2 separate regions of the Sus scrofa genome follow, and region 1 is linked to region 2. The links are chromatin contacts, called in public Hi-C maps. All regions are on one chromosome and are shown on one strand. The core of a region is the stretch at or near the end of the contact, and the rest is flanking DNA. Distances in the headings are between cores, read along the strand shown.

Evidence for each region. A called contact is a pair of places that touch in the nucleus more often than the background predicts.
Region 1: a contact with region 2 is called in a Hi-C map of embryonic fibroblasts, with 2.2 times the contacts expected there. The contact joins the promoter of TOP1MT here to the promoter of MAFA in region 2. A contact is called at or near these places in 3 of 47 Hi-C or Micro-C datasets (embryonic fibroblasts, epiblast stem cells and skeletal muscle) and 1 of 2 datasets of contacts at active chromatin or transcription factors (skeletal muscle).

The regions. Positions count from the first base shown.
Region 1 is chr4:1,131,768-1,137,809 of Sscrofa11.1, reverse strand. TOP1MT (DNA topoisomerase I, mitochondrial) reads right to left here and starts at 3,631. Exons shown (of 19, transcript XM_013993526.2): 1 at 3,504-3,631. It overlaps RHPN1 (rhophilin-1), which reads left to right and starts at 4,780. Exons shown (of 15, transcript XM_013993565.2): 1 at 4,780-5,034. The coding sequence starts at 4,954.
Region 2 is chr4:1,086,904-1,093,245 of Sscrofa11.1, reverse strand. It overlaps MAFA (transcription factor MafA), which reads right to left and starts at 3,228. Exons shown (of 2, transcript XM_021090536.1): 1 at 1,408-3,228; 2 at 1-1,405. The coding sequence starts at 2,001. The coding sequence ends at 914.

The DNA of each region.
Region 1 (6,042 bases), core at 2,382-4,881, 44 kb before region 2:
ATAACATACAGTAGCTTAAAACTAGCTACCTTAAAAAAATCCCCCAAGGGCGCAGTGGGTCGGGCATCTGGCTGGCTTGTCACTACAGGGCCTTGAGTGGCTGCTGTGGTGCAGGTTGGATCCCTGGCCTGGGAATGTCCACATGCCCTGAGTGCAGCCAAAAAAATACTAGCTACCTTTCCAAATTTTCTAATTGTTTTTTTCTTTCCTTTTTCGGGACGTACCTACAGCATGTGGAGGTCTGCAGGCTGGGGGTTGAACTGGAGTGACAGCTACCGGCCTACTAAGCCATAATGGGAACTCCTCTAATTAGTTCTAACAGTTTTCTGGGTTGAGTTCAGTCCCAATTTTCTTGGGATTTTAAATTATGTAACCAAGAGTTCCCGCCGTGGCTCAGTGGTTAACGAATCTGACTAGGAACCATGAGGTTTCGGGTTCGATCCCTGGCTTCGATCAGTGGGTGAAGGATCCGGCGTTGCCGTGAGCTGTGGTGTAGGTCGCAGACGCAGCTCGGATCCCGCGTTGCTGGGGCTGTGGCGTACGCTGGCGGCTACAGCTCCAATTACACCCCAGCCTGGGAACCTCCAGTGCCGCCAGTGCGGCCCTAGAAAAGGCAAAAAGACAAAAAAAAAAAAAAAAAAAAAAAAAAGTAATCATGTCATCTGAACCTAAAGAGAATTTTGTCTCCTTTCCCCTAATACTTGGTTTTCTTGCATTATTTCCCTAACTTAAAAGCCTTCCGGGGAGTTCCTGCTGTGGCTCGGCTGTAAGGAACCCAACCAGTGTCTGTGAGGACACGGGTTTGATCCCTGTCTCGCTCAGTGGGTGAAGGATCCGGTGTTGCCCTGAGCTTCAGTGTAGGCTGCAGATGTGGCTTGGATTCCGAGTTGCTGTGGCTGTGGTGTAAACCGGCAGCTAAAGCTCGGATTTCACCCCTAGCCTGGAAATCTCCATATGCTGAGGGTATGGCCCTGGGGGGAAAAAAAGAGAGAAAAAAACCCCCAAAACTACTCTGAAGAACCATCGTAGTAGCAAGCATTCATATCTTGTTCCTGATTTAAATGCCAGTGCTGGAGTTCCTGTCCTGGCTCAGTGGTTAAGAAACCTGGTTAGGAACCATGAGGTTGCGGGTTTGATCCCTGGCCTTGCTCGGTGGGTTAATGATCCAGTATTGCCATGAGCTATGGTGTAGGCCGGCAGCTGCAGCTCCAATTCGACCCCTAGCTTAGGAACCTCCATATGCCATGGGTGCAGCCCTAAAAAGACAACAATAAGTAAATAAATAAATGTCAATGGTTTTAAAATTCCAATATGTAACATAGTCATTATCTGTAGTATTTGATACACTGTCTTCATCAAATGTAGACAGCTCCTTCTCTTTCTGTTTTAATGTTTGTTTGTTTGTTTTGTTTTTTCGTCTTTTTAGGACTGCACCTGCAGTGTATGAAGGTTCCCAGGCTAGGGGTCTAATGGGAGCTGTAGCCACAGGCCTACACCACAGCCACAGCAACATCAGATCCAAGCCGAGTCTGCGACCTACACCACAGCTCACGGCAACGCCAGATCCTTAACCCACTGAGCGAGGCCAGGGATCAAACCTGTGTCCTCACGGACACTGTCTGGTTCTTAACCCACGAGCTGCAACAGGAACTTGGGTGTGGGACAATTTGGGCTTCAGACATCAGCAAGCCCAACTCCAAGTGACTGAGAAGGAGAAGAGACTGGTTATGTCCCCAAACCCAAAGTCAGGGGAGCAGGGCCAGGGCTCTCTGCCACCCTCGGGTTCCCCCACAAGCCTCGGGGTGGCATGCGGCCACGACAGCTCCAGGGTGGGGGTCGGGGGAGGTCACCCTCCCAGGAGCCCCCTGAAGACTCCCATCTTGTCCAACTGGCCACAGCTGCATCCTCAGCCCCCGGGCGTCAGGTGACCACCGGCTGAAGGAAGGGGACTAAGGGGACCAGTGTGGCTCGCTGTGTCCCGCCAGCATTTGGGGCTGGATGGTGACTGTGCAGCAGTTCCCTGGCGTGGCAGGTGCTTAACCTCCCCCAGCTCCTGACCCACACAGCCCCCAACATGGTTCCCACCCTGCCGTGACAACCCAGAGGCGCCAGCAGGGTCTCTGCCCTCTGGGGCTGCTTGGCCATCCTTCCCTGAGCCTGTGAATTCTGTAGTGACCGGGGAGGGGCAACTGGACAGGACCCGCCAACAACAGGATCTGTCATTGAGCTGCGTGGGTGAAATCAGGGCAGTGTCCCCACGTCTAAGGAGACGTGGGCACCTTACCCTGGCCGGCTGCTCCATGGCCCTCGGTGCCCTCCACAGGCTGGGGGCCTTTGAGCAGCACAGCAAGCAGCTGTTATCTGGACTGGACGGACTTGGGGCGCCTGGCGCCCCTCTCAGCACCTGATTCCACGGTCATTGGTCTCCTCGCTCCCCCCTTCCCATGTGTGTTTGGGTACAGAGTCGCCCGTCTTCTCTGGCCCGGCCCGTCTACTGGCACAACGTCCTCCCATGGTCTGTGCCAGCTCCCCGTCTCGCTCATCGCTCTCTTTCCTTTCTGAATGTGGTGTATTTGTGCTTTCACTCCAACGCGGCCACTCCTTCTGGGAAGCCAAGCCCACTCCGGGCTCTCCTGCCAGACAGAACCCCCACTGCGTTCGGGCAGCAAGGCCGACACCTCCCCAGCCTCTCCCGCAGCTACGTGTGGCCAGGTGACAAAGGTCTGGGGGAGCTTTGGGGACATCTGGCTTTCCTCCTGCTCCGCCTTCCTCCCTGGAAATGAGCCCAGGGGAGGAGCAACGTGGCCTCCCCTCGAGACCGAAGGTCACGGCTCAGGGCCTCCAGGGCCTCACGCCTCTCAGTCTCAAGCAGTCAGAGGCGAAGCCCAGCCGAGAGAATCTCTGTCCCAGACTGCGCCTCTGAGGGACTGACCAACTTTTTTGGTCTTCTTAGGGCCACACCCGCAGCATATGGAGGTTCCCAGGCTAGGGGTCTCATCGGAGCTACAGCTGCCAGCCTACACCACAGCCACAGCCACACAGGTTCCAAGCTGCATCTGCAGCCTACACCACAGCTTGTGGCAATGCTGGATTCTCAACCCACCGAGCGAGGCCAGGGATCAAACCCAAATCCTCAAAGACACAATGTCGGGTCTGTAACCCGCAGGGCCACAACAAGCATTCCTAGCTTTTCCTCTTTAGCTTTTTCTTCCTCCTATTTTCTTGGCTGAGAATACTTATTTCACATATACATCATATCATATAGTAATAAGCTCCCATAAAATGAAAGATTTTGGGGGGGGCAGGGAGGTCCCAGGCCAGGAATCAAACCCACACCACAGCAGGACCCCAGCCACGGCAGCGACAACACCAGATCCTTAGCCGCTGTGCCACAAAGGAACTCCGCTTTGGGATGCTTCTTCTTGTCAACTCCTAGACACCCACTCTTGAAAAACACAAGCTTTAGGACTGTCTGGTTATAGAAGATGCAGCGTCGCACCAACCTTAGCTCTACAGGAACCACTCGGCCAAAGAGGAGCCTCCTCCAGAGCCCCGCTGCCCTCCCCGAGGCGACCTCCCCTAAGTCGCTGAGCTGCCAATGCGGTGTTGAATTCCACCATTGCAAATTCCGCAATTCCACCCACAAGCGTCTGCCTCTGGAATTCTGCTTCTAATTCAGGCCTTATCTATTGATTTAGCCTCAGGAGGACGAGGCGCTTCTCTCACCCACTTCTTCACCTTTCACCTCTCCCCTCCCCACAGAAACTCGTAAAAGCTGTCCAGGGTCAAGATGCCACAGGACAGTGGTACACCGCTGAGTCAGGTCAAATACGTCTCTGGTTATTTTTTATTTTCCCGGGAGTTAACGATTCCCTTATTTCGTAGTTATTGTTGCAGATGGCCAGGGCGGCCCAAGCAGCTCAGCTCACAGGATTTGCAGGATCAAGCAAGAGCCTGTGGGGAAGAACGGAGGCGTGGCAGGAACCCAGGTGATGGCGAAGATGGCAAGGCTGGAACTTTAGGGCAACGTGATAAAGATTAGCCGCGTTACTGCTTATGCTCTGGTGTTCCTGCCCCTACAAGGGGTGTGTTCTTCCCTGAGGTGAGCCGGGCATGAAACGAGCGTGTTCCAGAGTCATCATACCTGGAGAAGTCAGGAAAGGACCCGGACGCTGGGGCAAACCCACCAGGAGAGCAGGGCACGGAAAGAGTCCAATTCTGGAAGCAGGCCAGCTCTGCAGGCAGGCTGGTCCCGGAGGCAAGTCAGTTCTAGAAGCGGGCTGTGAAAGTAAGATGATTCGGGAAGCAGATTGTACTGGCGAGTTCTGCAGCAGGTTCTTGGGGTGGGTTTTGGACGTTCTGAAGGGTGGGCTCCAGAGGCGGGTTCCAGGGGCAGGTTCTGGAAGCAGGATCTAGAGGCATGGCAATGGAGCGCCGACCGCTGTTAGCACTGTGGCCAGGCCGAAGCCTGGGTCCCGACGCAGAGAGAAAAGCGGACATCGAGACCTGCACGGGCGCTTGTTCCAGCAAAACTGTTAACCACCCCTTGGCGAATCTTTACGAGCGGCGCCCCGAGGCCCCGCCGCTGGGCGGGTGAAACCCGCGTTGCCCAGGGCCCTGCGCCGCGCCTTGTTTTTCCCTTTTCCGCCGCCGGCGGTTGCCAGGGGCGACCGCATCCCCCTCCACCCCCCGCCTCCGGGCTCCTCGGGCGCAGGCGGGCGGGGTCTGGCCGCGAAGCCACCTCCCTCGGGCTCTGGTTGGCCGAAGCTTCCGTCTGTCAGAGTCGCTGCCGCCGCCGATTGGACAAGTTTCGCACGCCCGGCGGCTAGCGCCCCGCCTCTCCACCCGGCCTGGCGGCCACCGGGAGAAGAGTACAGTGCGGGATCCCGCGCGCCGGGGGTCCCTGCGCCGGGATCGGCTTCCAGGTGGGCGTGGCCCGAGCAGCGGGCGGCGATGGTCCCCGAGGAGAGGCCAGATGGCCAGGCCGCTGGCGAGGAGAGCACTCAGCTGCAGGCGGCTGGCAGCTCCCGCAAGGTGGGCGCGCCCGGGGGCAGGGGGCGCCGGGAGGAGGGGTCCCAGACCCAGCCGGCTCCTGTGGCTGTCTGCCACCGGCGGGGCTGTGGAGCCCACGCTGGCTTTTCCCGTCTGAGCGCACCGCTAGTGTCGGGGGCGGGGGCGGACCCACCCGGTCCCCGAGAATCTCACTCGCCCCTAGAGGCAAGGTGGTCTTACTGCTGGGGAACCCAGGGCTCCATGCGGAGCCAGAGCCGGGTTGGCTGGCTGGCTGCCTGTGCTCCTCTCTCTCCCTCCTGTTTGGGGACACACACCCCCACCTCCGCCCTGCGCTTACCAGAAACCGGTGGGAGCGCCAGCCCAGCTTGTGGTTTTCTCCAATGCTCCAGGAACCGCTTCTGTGGCAGCGATTGGGCTTGGGTCCGTTGCAGCCCGTGGCCCTCATGTTTGCTCCTCGTGCCTGGCACTCGTTTCCTAGCTTTGCTCTCTTCCCTAGGGCCATTCAACTTTGCCCCGGGGCACTCATCTCTTGATGAAAGGCCTAGAGACAGGCGGCTGAAGCTTCCTGGGTATAGGAAGTGGCTGGAGGACTTCCCATCTGGGTGTTTGTCTCTCCTCACCCGCACCTCTGCCTCCTTCTGAAGTCTGATCGCTGGGGGGGTTGGGGGGGTTGGAGACCTTTGGAGTCTGTGTTCGGGAAAGAGGAGGCACCCTGGCTGTCTCACTCTGCAGCCCGGAGCCCGGTTCTCCCCTGGGGGTCACCGTGAGGCTGCCCCAGTGCTTATTCCAGGCTTTGGGCATCCATATCCACGAGGGGTTTCAGTCCCATGCCACCTGCCTGGTGGGGGCATGCGGCCTGGCCCTGCCCACCGTCCTGCAGGTTTGTTCCTAGACCCGTGCTGGCATAGCTATCCCCACACTTTGCCAGCTCTGGCCACTGCCCATGGCATTTTTCTCCTGGGGATTCTGGGGGATCCACTAGACCCTCACCCGTCGGGGCCACAGCAGTGAGGGTGTGTTGGGGTCGCT
Region 2 (6,342 bases), core at 1,979-4,478:
AAAAAAACCCTTTTTTTCTTCTGCTAGAAATACTGTGCATTACTTTTTTTCCCTTTCACTTCTCTTGAGGGTTAAAATAAGATATATTTCCCCAGGAGTCATAAATACAATCTGGTGCATAGACAAATAGCAGCACGGGAGTCCGGGCCAGCCCCCACCCCCCCCCCTCGAGTACAGTAGGGCAGCGGGACTGAACACAGCAGAGATAAAGCCCTCCGGCCTCAGTCTCTAGAGACGCCGGTGGCAGGGTGGGGGGCAGGCGGGCAAGAGGGCAGGCAGGGGCCGGGCCGCTCCGAGCGAGCCACACATGCTGGGACACCCGGACGTCGGAGGGCGGCCGCGGCGGCACAGGAGGGAGCGTCCTCCGGGACTTTCTTTTCTAATCACCGAGCAAAATAAATATAAATACTTCGAAAATAAGACTGCTTTAAAAAGGAGTAGAAAAGGGCAGGGCAAGGGGCCGCAAAGAAAGGAAACGAGGGAGCGTGGGGCGGCGGGGGCTGCCGGCAGTCCCGGCGGGGGCGGGGGCGGGCGCAGAACCGCCTTCCGCGTATGTACAAGCGGACGCCAGGAAGGACTGCGACCCGGCCCAACTGTCCTGGGCGTCGCCGCGCTCCGCGCAGAGGAGTCGGGGCAGCGTCAGGACGGCGGCCCGGGAAGGGTCGCGAGCCGGGAGCGAGGAGGCCGCGCCGCCAGCAGGGGCCTGGGGTCTGGCGCCTGCAGGCGCAGCAGCCCGGCGCGCGGGGCGGGCCGGCCGGCCGGCCGGGCCGGGGGCGGTGGCGTCAAGGCGAGGGCCCGCGCGCAGCGGCGGCCCCGCCGCGAGTCCCCGTCCTGGGCCGCGGAGTCCGGGCCGAGGCCCTGGGCGGCCTGCGCGAGCCTCTCCCGGCGGCAGCGCGGGCTCGGGGTCCCGCGCTCACAGGAAGAAGTCGGGCGCGGCCTTGGCCCCGCCGGAGCCGGCCTGCGGCGGCGAGGCCTCCCGCGGGAAGCCGGCCCCGCCCGCGGCCCCGGGGCCACCCCTGCCGGCCAGCTTCTCGTATTTCTCCTTGTACAGGTCCCGCTCCTTGGCCAGGCGCCCCACCTCCAGCTTCAGCTGCTCCACCTGGCTCTGGAGCTGGCACTTCTCGCTCTCCAGAATGTGCCGCTGCTGCACCCGCTTGAAGCGACACGACTGCGCGTAGCCGCGGTTCTTGAGCGTGCGCCGCTTCTGCTTCAGCCGGATGACCTCCTCCTTACTGAAGCCGCGGAGCTGCCTGTTCAGCTCGCGCACTGACATGGACACCAGCTGGTCGTCGGAGAAGCGCTCCTCCAGGCGCACGTGGTGGCCCGCGCTGCCGCCGCCGTGGCTCGCGCCGCCGTGGTGGCCTGCGCCGGTGTGGTGGTGGTGGTGGTGGTGGTGGTGGGCCGGTGGTGGTGGTGGTGGGTGGCGTGATGCGCGCCGTGGTGGTGGCCGGACCCCATGTCGTCCGCGCCGCCGCCGCCCGCGAAGCCCTGGCCCCGGAAGGCCTCGTAGGCCGCGGCGGCCGCTGGGTGGTGCGCGCCGTGGTGCGCGCCGTGGTGGCCGCTGCCGATGAGCGCCTCCACCGCGTCCTCGGGCGTCAGGTTGAGCGCCTCGGGGTTCAGGTGGTGCTGGTAGCCGCTCATCCAGTACAGATCCTCCAGCGCCGGCTTCCCCGAGGCGCCCCCGACGGCGCCGGGGCCCCCGCTCGCCGGCCCCGGGGCAGCCCCAGCCTGAGCCGCCCCGCCGCCGCCCCCGGCCCCACCGCCGCCGCCGCCGCCGGTGCCCGGGCTGGGCGCGCAGAAGCTGGGCGAAGAGGGCACGGAGGAGCAGGGCGTGCTGAGCGGCGTCGAGGACAGCGAGCCAGGCGGCAGGCGGTGGCAGAAGCGTTCGGCCTCGGGTGGCTCCTTCTTCACCTCGAACTTCATCAGGTCGAAGTCGTTGACGTACTCGATGGCCAGCGGGCTGCTGGGCAGCTCGGCACCCATCGCCAGCTCCGCGGCCATCGCCCGGGGGGGGCCCCCCGCCGCCGCGCCCGGCTGCGCCCCGACGGGAGGCGGGAGGGGGGGAGCCGCGGGCCTCTCCCCCCCTTCGCTTCCCAGAGGCGGCGGGTCCCTCCGGGTTCGGTGGCCGGGGGCGCGGTGTCCCGGCAGAGGCGTGCGGGGAAAACTTTCACTCAGCCAACTCAGGGGCGGTCGCTGGGGATGCCGCCAGTCAGCCCTCTCGGCCAGCCCCGGGTCGCTCCCTGGCGGACGCAGGCCAACCGCGCTCCCCTTTTCCCGTGCCGGCGGCCGGGCGGGTGGCCTTAGGGCCACCGCCTCCAGCAGCTCAGGTTCCCCGCGCTCCGCCCGCGCACCGCCAGCCCCGCCTCCACCGCCGAGCGCCGCGCAGCGCGCTCCCCTTTATAGTGCCGGGCGCTCAGTTCCGCCTTTATGGGAGGGGCGCGCGCCCCCGGGCCAATAGGAGCCCGAGACTCGCAGCTCTCATTTGCCTATCCCCATGGCAACCCCGAGCCCAGCTGTCAATCTCCTGTGAGGAACAGCTGTGGGAAGGGGTGGTGACCCGCCGCCGCTGGTGAGAGGAGGGGACAGGGCCCTCTGGTGGCCGTCTCGGGGGATAGCACGGGCAGAGGGCTCCGTGCGGCTGGGGCTCACCAGGGCCTCCTGGGGCTTGCTAGGTCGCATGCGGACTCCTGGGCCTCGTGTCCGCGACTGGGCGCCCACAGAGTCTCGGGGAGCAGAGAGTGCTCTTCGGTGCCTCGGTCCCCCAGCTGCCCAGATGGTCGTGACCCTGCAGTCCCTTCCCAGGGTTTTTCCGGCCAGCTGGGAGCCCGAGTCCAGCCCCGCTAGCGAGGTGGCGCCGGGACATTCCGGCCTCCCGACACGGGTGACACTGCGCAGCTCCGCCGGGCACTGCGCGGGAGCACCGGTTATTTTTAGCTCCGCAGTTCAGGCGGGTTCAGGAATTTAGTCAACAAAGTTGCTGGCACCTCGGTGCGGCGGGCGGGCTCCACCGCAGGACGCCTGGCTGCAAGGGTTGCAGCCGGAGCAGGTGGGGAGGGAGTCGCGCCGGTGAAGGGTCGGTGCCAGGGACCCCAGTATGGGAGCTAGAGCCTCCGGGAGGGGAAAGCCCTGGGCTCAGGGGTCGGAGGGACCCCGGGGCGGAAGGAGCATGGGGTGCCAGGCCTGGCACCACATTAGGAATCCCAGCCCCAGCTGCCCACCTAGTGGTGGTGGCGGGGGCGCTGTGCTGGGTGGGGTCGGGGGATGAGGGGGAGTGGAGGTGGGAGCCTCCAGTGCCAGGGAGGGCTGGGCTCACAAAACGAGGTTGCCCAGGCCTGGGTGACTGGGTAGGAACTGTGGGGGAGTGGGTTCACCCGGAGCAGGGCAGTGGTCCCTGCCACCGCCCTCCAGGGTCAACTGAGATGGGAGGGGCCCCTCATTCTATGTACTGTTGTTATATGACTTTGACATTTAATTTTTTTTTCTTTTGCTTTTTAGGGCTGCACCTGCGGCATGTGGAAGTTCCTAGGCTAGGGGTTGAATCTGAGTTGCAGCTGCCAGCCTACACCACAGCTCAGGGCAATGCTGGATCCTTAACCCACTGAAGCGAACCCACATCCTCACGGATTCTAGTCGGGTTCATTAACTGCTGAGCCACGAATGGAACTCCTAAAAACTCACCTTATTTATTTATTTATTTATTTGTCTTTTGTCTTTTCAGGGCTGCACCCATGGCATATGGAGGTCCCCAGGCTAAGGGTCCAATCGGAGCTGCAGCTGCCAACCTACATCACTGCCACAGTCACGGGGGATCCGAGCCACGTTGGCGACCTACACCACAGCTCACGGCAACGCCGGATCCTTAACCCACTGAGCAAGGGCAGGGACTGAACCCGCAACCTCATGGTTCCTAGTCGGATTCGTTAACCACTGAGCCACGACAGGAACTCCTAAAGATTCACTCTTCAATGCAATCATGTATGCACAGAAGGAAAAGTCTGGAGGAACTTGGGCAGGAAGTCCCCAGGGGCAGCTTAGCCTTGTGCGGGGGCATTTATCTACCAGGGTTTTTGCCTTGTTCTTGGCATGGATGTCTATTTTATTTTATGGTCGCACCCATGGCATATGGAAGCTCCCAGGCCGGGAATTAAATCTGAGCTGCAGCTGCTACCCATGCCACAGCTTTGGAAATGCCAGGTCCTTAACCCACTGCGACCGGCTGGGGATTAAACCCATGCCTCTGTAGTGACTCAAGCCACCGCAGTCGGATTCATAACCCACTGTGCCATAGCATGAATTTTTTTTTCTGCTTTTGAGGGCCACACCCCCGGCATATGGGAGTCCCCAGGCTAGGGGTCGCATCAGAGCTATAGCTGCTGGCCTGCGCCACAGCCACAACAACAGGGGATATGCCACCCACACCACGGCTCATGGCAATGCCGGATCCTTAACCCACTGAACGAGGCCAGGGATCCAACCCGCATCCTCATGGATGCTTGTCAGGTTCGTAACCTGCTGAGCCACGATGGGAAGCCCTCCGTCTCTTATTTTCTAAGAGACATGTCATACAATGAGGAGGGAAGCCTCGCAGCCTAAGACACCATGGCCTCGCCCCACTGCACATGCTGGCTACCCCTCGCCCCTTCTCCTTGCCCCCACATTCCTCTGTGGCGAGGCAGGGCCACACCTAGAGCAAGGACCCACGCCACAGGCATGGTCCAGCCAGTGGGAGGACCGAGACCCCAGGCCAGGTGCTTGGGCTCCAGGCCAGATTCCCTGCCAGGTTTGGGGCTCTTTTTATTTTTTAAGTTTTTTTCACCACTTTCACAGCACGTGGAAGTTCCTGGGTCAGGGATCAAACCTGTGCCACAGCAGCAACCCGAGCCACAGCAGTGACAATGCTGCCCATCAGCAAACTTCGAGGTCCCCTTTAAAGCCCTCGGTGTTCAGAGGGGAGATGCCGCATGTCGAGCCGGTGGTGCGTCTGCCCTTCTGAGTGAGAACATTGCACTGGGCTGCTTGTCCGGCCATCTCGCCTCTGCCTCTGCGGCTCCAGCCAGTCCACTGGACCAGCCAGGCCCCTGGCCCCTCGGGGTTCAGTGCCAAGCTCAGGAGGTGCTGGGGCGGGGCCTGTGCCAGCAGGAGCCTTCCTCACAGCTCCTGTTCTTAGGACAAGGGACACCGATCCACAGCCCCGCCCCGGCGACATCTCTGGTCTCACCCACTCGCCTGCCTTGTCCTGAGAGGTGCAGTCGGGCAGGTGAGGCCAGGGTGGTCCTGCAGGTCAGCCCCGACCCCCCCAAGCCCACCCTGAGCCACCTCGAGGTCCACAGCCAGCCACACCAAATCGGAGACGGTCCCCACACCCAGCCCCAAAATGTTATGCTCAAGGGTTGCTGGCCCCGCGCCAGCCGGCTGGCCACTGGGTCACGCACACAGGTCCTTCATGAACTCCTTTCCCTGGGGAGGGACAGCAGAGCCAGGCCTGTGGCAGAGACTCTGCTTTCCGAAGTGGGGGTGGGGGTGGCACAGGGGCCTGCGGGGCACCCTGGCACCAAGCAGAGCACCATATGCTCCTGCCTGGTTTAGGCGCCTGGTAAGCTCCCCCAGCCCTGGACTCAGCCTTGGGGTCGGACTGGCTTCCTACAAGGTCTTGGGCCAGGAGACCTGCCCTCAGCCCTTGGCCGTCCCCGAGCCTTGGGCGCCAGAGCCCCCGGGGAGGCCCTCAGCCCTCTGGTGCACTTGCTGCACTCAGCCTGCTCCCTGGCTCTGTGTGGCCTTGGCAGAGCCTCGGGCCTTGGAGGGCTTGCACGACCGGCTGGTGCCCTGCAGAGTGGAGAGTGGGCGAGGCAGGCTCTCCCAACCGGGGAAGGTGCTGTCCCTTCCTGATCTGGCAGTGGCTCCAGGCTCGCCCCTTTCTCTTCAGAAACTCCCCCCTGGCCTTCCCGTCGTTGCCCAGCGGAAATGGAATCCGAGTAGCGTCCACGAGGATGCGGGCTCAATCCCTGGCCTCGCTCAGTGGGTTAAGGATCCGGCATTGCCACGAGCTGTGGTGTAGGTTGCAGACGTGGCTCAGATCCTGCGTTGCTGTGGCTGTGGTGCAGACTGGCAGCTGTAGCTCTGATTTGACCCCTAGCCTGGGAACCTCCATATGCTGCAAGCGCGGCCCTAAAAAGATGAAAGAAGGAAAGAAAGAGAGAGGGAGAGAGAAAGCAAGTCCCTCTTGCCACTGGTGGACCCAGAGTGGGGCCAGTACACGGAGGTGCTCCCAGCCGGCCGTGGGCCCCCATCTGCCAGGAACGGCCGTGGCTGGCAAGAGGGCCGCAGGGTCGGCATGCAGGTGTG